Regions from separate parts of the Sus scrofa genome. Here region 1 is linked to region 2. A link is a contact called in public Hi-C data. All regions are on one chromosome and are shown on one strand. The core of a region is the stretch at or near the end of the contact, and the rest is flanking DNA. Distances in the headings are between cores, read along the strand shown.

Region 1 (5,330 bases), core at 2,222-4,721, 180 kb before region 2:
GATGTTATGACTGACCTACCAATGCTTTATTTTTAATAATATTACACAAGTAACACTGACCATAATAAAATGAAAAACCCAGACAGAAATAAAAATGAAAATCACTCCCAATCCTGGCCCTTCATGATAGCCACTGTTTCTGGTGAAAAAGCCCTTTTACACTTTTTTCTTAGGAATACATACATTTATTATTATTGTTGTTGTTGTTGTTTTGTCTTTTTTAGGGCCACACCCATGGCATATGAAGGTTCCCAGGCTAGGGGTTGAATCAGAGCTGCAGCTGCTGGCCTATGCCACAGTCACAGCAACGCAGGATCTGAGCTCGTCTATAACCTACACCACAGCTCATGGCAATGCCAGATCCTTAACCCACTAAGCCAGGCCAGGGATAGAACCTGCATTCTTATGGATGTTAGTCAGATTTGTTTCCACTGAGCCACAGCATGAACTCCACATCCATTTATTATTATTTCTGTCGTTATTGTTATTAAAATGCAGAACTGGGGCTCTGAGAGGCAGCTCCACAGTCCCAGGGTCTTTGAGCTCACCTGTCTACTTCTGCCTCCTTGTCTTCAGGGGAGGGTGGGAAGCCCAGGCCAGGAATAAAGAGAGAAACTGGGGTAGTTGATGTTGAAACACTGTAAAAACCCAGCATAGATAAATGTGCCTTGGCAATGCCACCTGCTAATTAAGTAAGGGCATTGTGTAGCCTCCAGCCCTGTCACATTTCAGTACCAGCGAGCTGCTGCCATGTCATCATGCCATCTCTCCATTTCTGTTTTCTCCTCCTGTGCCAGGACACCCCAAGACAAGTCCAAGAACAGCCCCAAGGAGGAGTGTGCTGGCACAGGGCCTGGAGCGTGCAGTGTCCACATCGACGGTTGCCTGCCAGGACTTCCCCTCCTGGCCTCCTGTGGGCCATAGTCATCAACTTGTCACTAAATATTTAATATTGCTGAACTCTTTATATGGCCCAGCTGATCCACATCTGCTGGCCTCTTTTACACCAGCTAACCACAAGCTGCTGGAAAAGCAGACTGAAAAGAGGTTCATGAGCTCTGGAAGTTGGGTGTAAATCCTGGCTCTCATTGTCCTTGCTTTGTGACTTCAAGAAATTACTTGGCCTTTCAGGGTCTCAGTTTCCTCATCCGCAAAATGGGGGCAGGAATCTCCCATGTTAGAGGGAAGCTTAAACAAGAAAAAACAAGGAAAAGCATCTGGCACGTGTTGAGTATTCAAACAATGTTAGTTCCTTCTTGGTTTTTTTTGTTGTTTTTGTTGTTTTTTGGTGTTTTTGCTTTCTTTAAACACCATCTTCCCCTTTTTCTTTTGCAGGACTCAAAGTTAGAGGGAATCTGCTCACTCATTGTCAATGAATATTTATTGTGCCTGCTCTATGCCAGACACTGGAACCACAGCATGGAGGGTAATGAGCACTACCCTCATGGTACTGCAGAGAGGGAATTAATAGAGCTGGGTTCAGTTCCCTGGATCTACCACTTACAAGCTATTGTTCCTTGGGCAAGCGCTGTCCCGAAAAAAGAAGCCCAGAGGTTATGGCCCAGGGTCTCAGGCTTCCAGGACCAGGCCAGTCAAGCCTTAGGCCCTTGAACCCACTGGTGGAGCTTGTTTGTTCCCTTAAGGTCATTATACAGATGAGGCAACTGAGGTCCAGAGAGCGGAAGGCCCTTGTCCAAGAGGGACAAAATCCAGGAACTGAAGGCAAGTCTCTCACAATAAAATCCACACATTTCTGAAGTTCCTCCCACACTCAAGGAGGCCCAGTAACAAGTATTTTTTATATGTACTCTTTTGTTGTCAGGGCTGCTCTGGCTGGGCTGATCAGGGTGGGTACCTACTTCCCCTCTTCATTGGGGACACATGGAAGATTGGCCAAAAGCTTGGTCAAAGAGGGCGAAACCAATCAGAGGCTAACCCTGGGGCAGGGCAGATGTTGAACAAACACATGTCAAGTAAAGTGAGATGTGAGAGAGTGTGGGCCCCTGTGGGACAGCAGGTGCTCTGCACCTAGGTGTGCTCCATTTAAACCTTCATTGCATCTCACAAGGGTAACCCTAGAAGGCAGCCCTGTTGGTATTCTTGTTAAAAGATAAACTGAGGCACAGTAAAAATGTCAAGACTTATTGATTTGAATCAGGTAGCACTGAACCGAATGTGTACGGGCAGAACCTAGGAGAGAGGTTTTTGCAGAGAAGATGTGGAAACGAGGAAATCATTTGATTGCCTGCCGCTTAAGTAACTGCCTTGTTTGGGAAAGTCTCATTGGCTATTTGGTTTTTTACTTTTCTTTTCTTTTTTTTTTTTTGCTTTTTAGGGCTGCACTTGCGGCATATGGAAGTTCTCAGGCTAGGGGTCAAATCTGAGCTACTGCTGCCAGCCAGACTATGCCACAGCCACAACAACGCAGGATCCGAGCCAAGTCTGCGACCTACACCACAGCTCACTGCAATGCCGGATCCTTGACCCGCCAAGCGAGGCCAGGGATCAAACCTGCGTCCTCTGGTTCCTAGTCAGATTTGTTCCACTGCACCATGACGGGGAACTCCCTCATTGGCTCTTTGGGATTGGTAAATTTCACTAGCTCAGATGAATCTGACCTAGGTTTAGGTTTGCTTGCATAGGCTACCAAAGGGTCAGAGCCTCCCCAGTCAAATGGCCGCCTTTCTCAATTACTTTAACATTCTCATTTTACAGATGAGGATGCTGAGGCATGGAGTGATGAAGTGACCTGTCCAAGACCACACATCTAGCATGGTCAAGGCTGCAACAGAGGCCACTACATTCAAAGGACATTACTCTGCATCCAGGAAAAAGAGAGAAGCGGACAAGGGATGAAGGAATGAAGGGAAAAAGAAATTAAGGCAAGAATGAGAAAATGAAAAGAACATGAATGAAAGAGTGAATATTTTATTATTTATTTTAATGGAATGATTGATACTTAATACATGTAACACATGCGAGCTATAAAACACACTAAGAGAATGAACACCCTTGAACCCACCACCATCCTAAGACAATAGAAAGTTACTAATAACTCATACCTATTTACATCGGCAGTTCTTTGAGCTGGCTGCACGTTGGATGCACCTGGGGAGCTTACACAACCACTGATACCCTCAGGGAGCTTGATGGGATTTCTCTGGAGTTTGGCTTGGACATCTGGATTGTTAAGAGCTCCCAGATGATTCTCATGTGGCTTATATATCCCCTTCTATATTCTTCTGATTTCCCCCAACCCTCATCCTTGTCTCCCCTATGTAGCCACCATTCTGAATTTGGTGTAGTGAACGGATTCTTTTCTTCTTTCCTTCCCAGTTTACAGGACCAGTGATGTTTGCGATTGAGCTCCCGCCCACCACGCGGGGGCGCCAGAGAGAAACACAACCTCTTTTTCTTTCCTTCAGAGCGGCCAGCAATCGCGCGGGAGGAAGTTTGGCCCTCGCCGCGCCCCGTCACTGGCCCGTTGCCCCGACAACGATAGGGGGAAAAGGCTGGTGGGTGCATCGCTTCCCCGGAGCGTCTTGCCGGCTGGGCTCGGCTTAGTTGGGGCGTACGGGAGCTCGGGCTGGGGCACTCTTCCGAATCTCCGGGGTGCAGAGAAACGTGAGTCTGGGGTTTGGGCTTGGCCGGGGTCCGGCGTTGGGGACGGGACCCGCAGAGCTCCGCTACAGTCAGGCCCGCGCTGGCGGGAAGCTCGCCCGCCTACCCGAGACGGCGATCGCTGGGCTTGCGGGGGTTCGACTTCCGGTCCTCACTTTGCTCCCTGCGCGCGATCTGGGTCCTACACTTGCCTGTGTAACCGCTTTTGTCATTCGTGGCCGTTGAGGCTGAGAGAGGGATTCGACTAGTTCAGGGAGCAGCCCATTTTGTTGGTGGCCGATCCAGGACTGGAATCCTACATTTCTTGATTCCTGGTGCAAAGTTTATCTGCAGGCGGATCACAGGACTAGGAAGAAAGTTTGTCAAGCCTGGCACAGTCTTAAGACAGATCATAAACTGGCAGCCTCAGGCTAAACTTGGCTCATAGAAGCAGATTATTTCCCTCCAGGTTTGGAGGGCTCTGAGTTTGCTTATTCAATAGACGCTCCTTAAGCACGAGCATAGCCAGACACTGTGTAGACCCTGGACATGGGGCAGCTTTTGGACCAGAGGAAGAGGTGTCCGGAGTCAGACTGGTTCTGCTGTCGGGTCTCCAGAGTGCTCCTTGATCTGCAAGTCGATTCCTCTCTGAGTTGTAGTTTCTCCATCTGTAAAATGAGGGGTCTCCCTTCTTGCTAATCCAGAGCACTTCCAGGTGTGACACCTGGATTGGGCTCCTCTTTGGGAGTTGCCAAAGGGATCCCAACAGGCAGCCTCTCGCTGTCTGCAAAGCCAGGGCCCTCCTCTCAGACTGACAGGAAATGGGATCCCCTAGCTTTTATAAAGTTTCTCTACTTCCTGGCCTTGTGATCTTGAGCAAGTTGTTTTACCTTTTTGAACTTAAGTTTTCTCACCTATCCAAATAATGGGGTGAGAGTAACATCAAAAAAGGCCATACATGTCATGAGCTTGGCACACAAACACATCTCTTAAGTTATCGTCTCTGTTACTTTAGGCAGTGCATAGAAGTCACCAGTGTGCTTGTCTAGCATTGCCAGGACTGGTCCTCTATGTCTGTGGTTCCCTTGATGACATCTAGCTCACAGCTGGGTGCAGTCCAGGCTTATTTAAATAGATGATTTGCAGCCCCAGTGGCAAGTCTTTATTTTTTTTAAATTGATATATAGTTGATTTACAATATTGTATTAGTTTTAGGTATACCGCACAATGATTCAGTTATATATTCTTTTTCAGATTCTTTTCTGTTATAGGTCATTATAAAACACTGAGTATAGCTTCCTGCACTATATACTAGGGCCTTGTTGTTTATCTCTTTTATACATAGTAGTATATATGCTAATCCTGAACTCCTAATTTATCCCCCCACCAAGTCATTTTTAAAGTGCTAATGACTGGGGGCCTACACAGGACTTTCAATTGGTCTGGATTAGGACCCAGCCTCTACCAGACCATCCCAATGTGCAGCCCAGGGGTGAGGCCCACTCATTAAAGGGGCAAGGGGTTGGCACAGGCTCATTTTCTTACCAATGCTGTTCTTCTCAGATGGCACTCCCCACACTGCCTTCCTCCTGGTGCAGCCGAAGGCTCCTGGATCAGCAGGCCGCACGACAGCGACACCGGGAGCAGGAGGCCCAGCTTCGGCAGCAGTGGGATGAGAACAGCCGCTACTTCAAGATGTCTGACATCTGCAGCTCCAAACAGGCAGAATG
Region 2 (4,766 bases), core at 1,195-3,694:
CACAGGCCTTTCATGTCAGGTCATCTGGTGGGTCACTGTGGGTCAGGTGACCCCATCCCACAGGGCAGCCTGGCCCTGCTCCCTGCCTCCTTCAGGCAGGACCAGTTCATGGAGCCAGGGATGTTGGGAGTTTAGAATAAGGAGCCTGAAGTGCCCAGTTCCCATCAATAACCTGCTACCACATTCTGTCTCATAGATCAGGTCTCAGCTCCCACCTAAGTCAAAAGGCCCTGGAGTACAAGGGCCAGGTCTTGATCATGGACTTGGCATTCAAAGCATGTGGTTACCCCAAGCAACTCAAGTAGGCTTTGAGACCCCCTTCAAACCAATATTCTTTAAAATATTTATTCAACATTTACCTAGAGGAGAGAGGCTTGGTGGCAGCCCAACTCCCAACCTCTCCTCTGCTGAGGCAGAGGAGATGGGTAAGAATGCCATCTTCAGGTTGGGAGAACTTAGAGAGGTCCATGCCTCAGTTTCCTCATCTGTAAAATGGGGAAAATCATTATCGCCATCATCATCATAGTTCCTACCTGATAGTATTGTTGTAGTGGAGTTCTCGTTGTGGCTCAGTGGAAATGAAGCTGACTAGGATCCATGAGGATGTGGGTTCAATCCCTGGCCTCACTCAGTGGGTTAAGGATTTGGCATTGCCATGAGCTGTGGTGTAGGTCGTAGACACCACTCAGATCCCATGTTGCTACGGCTGTGGTGTAGGCTGGCAGCTGCAGCTCACATTTGACCCCTAGCCTGGGAACCTCCATGTGCAGCAGGTGTGGCCCTAAAAAGAAAAAAAAAAAATTGTTGTAGGGATCAAAATAGGTTAATTCATGTAGGGTCTGATCCAGTGCCTCAATAAACATAGTTTAATGGTGGTGGTGGTGGTGTTACTGTTATCCCAAGCAGTTCAGCAGCTCTAGCCTCAAGCTCACTTATGTATCTGGCTCAGCAAAACAAAAGCTCTGAACGTAAGAGGCCCACCTGCCCAAGTGGGCCACTGGTATTGTTCCAGCATGCCTTTCGGGGTCTCACTTCCTATACACCTTGAAAATTCCTTGCAAATACCTAAAGCACTCTCCCTAAAAGGAATTCTTAGAATCCTCTCCATTCTCTAACTCTCCGGCAATGTTTGGAGGCCTCCCGGGCTCTGGACATTCCAGATGCTCAGAAGATTGCCGGGAATATTTTTTTCTGGCTTGTAGGCCTCCAAACAAGAAAGAACCTGAGCACCCTCTCTCTGTGTTGCAGGCCTATCATCCTGGATCCGGCTGACCCCACCTACAATGTGGCCTATGGCTACAGATGGGACATAGTCAGTCAGAGGGCCAGACAGTGCCTGAAACAGTGCTGTTGCCATAACAACAAGAGCCCAGTCCCCCCGTGGTATATAAAGCCTTCCCACTACACTGCTTGCTTCAGAGTCTCAGCCAAAGGCTGTGACTGATTCCCTGGCAATAACAATTCAGGAATAAATAATCTTTGTTCATTCTCTTTTGGGTGGTCTTTGTTTCTTTCCACGGGCGCCAATGCTGTCCTAGAGATTATTGCTTAATCATTTGAGCCTCTTGGAGTATCTGTCATGGCTCAGAGGAAACGAATCTGACTGGTATCCATGAGGCCACAGATTCAATCCCTCGCCTCGCTCAGTGGGTATAAGGATCCTGTAATTGCCATGAGCTGTAGTGTAGGTTGAAGACTCGGCTCAGAGCCCTCGTTGCTGTGGATTCCACTCTTAGCCTGGGAACCTCCATATGCTGCAGTTTTAGCCCTAAAAAGACCCCCCCCCCCAAAAAAAATCATTTCATTTGCGCTTCTCAACGCTGAAAAGTGAGGACTGTGGGGAAACTGAGAAGATAGGCTAAGTCTGGGAGAGCAAGGATGACGCAGTGTTAAAAATCCCCTCAACTCCCAAAACATATGCACAAAGAGTATCTAATGGTCCAAGAACTTAAGGAAAGTAATAGTATCATTATTATCAAAGGACGTTATGTAATCAGATTTACTCCAATCAACCTATTAAAAGTTAGGTCTCATTTTCCTCATCAAGAAAAGGATGCGGGAGTTCCCATCGTGGCGCAGTGGTTAACGAATCCGACTAGGAACCATGAGGTTGCGGGTTTGGTCCCTGCCCTTGCTCAGTGGGTTAATGATCCAGGCGTTGCCGTGAGCTGTGGTGTAGGTTGCAGATGGGGCTCGGATCCTGCGTTGCTGTGGCTCTGGTGTAGGCTGGCGGCCACAGCTCCGATTAGACCCCTAGCCTGGGAACCTCCATATGCCGCCGGAGCGGCCCAAGAAATAGCAAAAAGACAAAAGAAAAGGATGCATTAGTTGATTTCTCAGGCACTTCCAGCTCTCACGTTTGAGGAAAACCTTAGGATAGTACAAGGCCAACGGCGACGTAAGTTTGAGAACTACAATACCCACAATGCCCTGCGCTCCCCTTCGCTCTTTGTGGGGTCATGGAGAAGGATCGCTCCAGGAGGCGCTCCCCACAATCCTTTGCGGTGACACAAGGTGGCGGCGCCCAGTGGTTCCATGAGCTACTTGGAGAGTAGTAGCAGCAGTAGCAGCGATGCAGAGGAGCTGGAGCGGTGCCGAGAGGCGGCAATGCCGGCCTGGGGTTTGGAGCAGCGCCCGAGAGGCCTGGAGAAGCCAAAAGCCGGTAGGGGACTATATTCGGGGAATCTGGCCGAAGGGCATAGGATCTTCTGCGGCCTGAGAGAATGGATGGTGAGGAGGGACTCGACTTCTTTCCCTGAGAAGTCTCTGGGGTCAGGGGTTCAGATTTAAAGCGCGGACAAGTACAGCAGGGAGAATCGTTCCATTATCCCATTCAGGGAAACCAAGGCACCAGGATGTCTCTTGACTCTGCTTCCTTGGGGTCCGTCCTAACTGTGACGCACTGGGCAGCCCTCTCCCTCTCCCAGATGACTGCAACAATCCCCTTCTCACATTCAGTCTTTTCCCGCTACCAACACATTCTCATACCCTGGGGCTGCCAGCGAACTGTACCCAACATGTATCTCTGATCCTGACTTCCTAGTGCCCTGGGAATAAATCCAACGCCTTTTAACATAAGGGTACCCAAATTATGGTCAGAATTCAGAGGGTCAGTGAATCTGAAAGGGAAAAATATTTCATTTATACTCTTATTAATCTCTGAAATTTAGCATCTGTTTTCATCATGCATGTGAACAACAAGCCACAGTAGTTTTGGCAATACCTGTTACTTACAAAAGCTACAGGTTTTCATATCTCGTTTCAGCCTTTGCAGATATATCAAAATATTTTATTCACAATAAAATGTTGAAAAAAATCATTTACACGCATCTCTGTAATTTCTTAGTTCTCTTATTGGCGCAGTGGGCACAAGGATCTGGAATTGTTGCAGCGGCTTGGGTCGCTTCTGTGACACAGGTTCAGTTCTTGGCCTGGGAATTTCCACATGCTGCAGGCCTGGCCAATAAAATAAAATAAAATTATGGTAATTTGTATACCCATTAGTAGATCTTATTTAATGCATTAATGAAGAAGTATATATATTAACAATAACACAAACTTGGTGTTTTTCTATTAACAATAAGTGAAGTTCATATCACTGGTCTTCTTTGTAATCCTATGTGTTATATTTTTTTGCATCTAAACTATTGCTCTGAGAAGGGATCCAGGCTTTACCAGACTGCCAGAGCAGACCATGGCAAAGCAAGGTTAAGAATCCCTGTTTTTTTTTTTTTTTTTTTTTTTTTTTTTTTTTTTTTAAAGGACTTACAGGCCCTTTGGTAATCCTTTTCCTGCCTACCTGTCCCTTCTTACCTTCCTGCCACACTGCACACTTCCTGTGGGTAGGCTCCAGACTCATCTCTGGGCACCGTAACTACTCTGAGGTTTTCATTTTCTTTTCTTTCTTTCTTTCTTTTCTTTTTTTTCTTTTCTTTTCTTTTTTTTTTTTTTTTTGTCTTTTTTTTCTAGAGCCGTACCCTGGCATATGGAGGTTCCCAGGCTAGGGGGTCTAATCAGACCTGTAGCCACCTCCACAGCCACAGCCACAGCAATGCAGGATCCGAGCCACGTCTACAACCTACACCACAGCTCACGGCAATGCCGGATCCTTAACCCACTGAACAAAGCCAGGGATCGAACCCACAACGTCATGGTTCCTAGTTGGATTCCTTAACCACTGAGCCATGATGGGAACTCCTGCAGTTTTCCTTTTTTATATAGAGAAATGTCCTTCCATCTCTGTCACTCACTGGCAGTTAGAATTTGGGCAAGGTATTTAAATCTCACTTTACCTCAATTTCCTCATCTGTAAAGTGGGAATGATGGTAGTGCCCACCCCATAAGTTTGCGAAGTAACTGAGATGATGCACCTGCAGTGCTTGACGCATATTAAAGACCCAGTAAAGTCACTTATGATGGAGCATGATAATGTGAGAAAAAAGAATGTGTGCATGTATGTGTAACTGGGTCACCATGCTGTACAGTAGGAAAAAAAAATTGTATTGGGGAAATAACAACAACAACAACAAAAGACCCAATAAGAGCAGTAATTATGTAGTTAGTCTCTCTTCATGGATTGCTTTCCCCCTCCTCCTTCATGGATCGTCTGATCCCCACTCATCCTTTAATACAGCTGAGATACCGTCTCTTTGGGAAAGCAGGGTTACATACCTTTTCTCCATCATCGTCATACTTTGTGGGATTCCCTTCATATATAATGCTTTCCTTTCTTCTACAGTTGCCTCTTATCTTTTTTCCTTTCAACC

What was found. A called contact is a pair of places that touch in the nucleus more often than the background predicts.
Region 1: a contact with region 2 is called in a Hi-C map of skeletal muscle, with 5 times the contacts expected there. The contact joins the promoter of TCHP here to the promoter of C14H12orf43 in region 2. A contact is called at or near these places in 1 of 5 promoter capture datasets (fetal liver) and 8 of 47 Hi-C or Micro-C datasets (embryonic fibroblasts, fetal heart ventricle, heart right ventricle and 4 more).

The regions. Positions count from the first base shown.
Region 1 is chr14:41,075,785-41,081,114 of Sscrofa11.1, reverse strand. It overlaps TCHP (trichoplein keratin filament-binding protein), which reads left to right and starts at 3,471. Exons shown (of 13, transcript XM_003483443.4): 1 at 3,471-3,624; 2 at 5,164-5,330. The coding sequence starts at 5,164.
Region 2 is chr14:40,896,775-40,901,540 of Sscrofa11.1, reverse strand. It overlaps C14H12orf43, which reads left to right and starts at 2,444. Exons shown (of 6, transcript XM_001929089.4): 1 at 2,444-2,662. The coding sequence starts at 2,536. OASL (2'-5'-oligoadenylate synthetase like) reads left to right here. Exons shown (of 5, transcript NM_001031790.1): 5 at 1,249-1,491. The coding sequence ends at 1,444.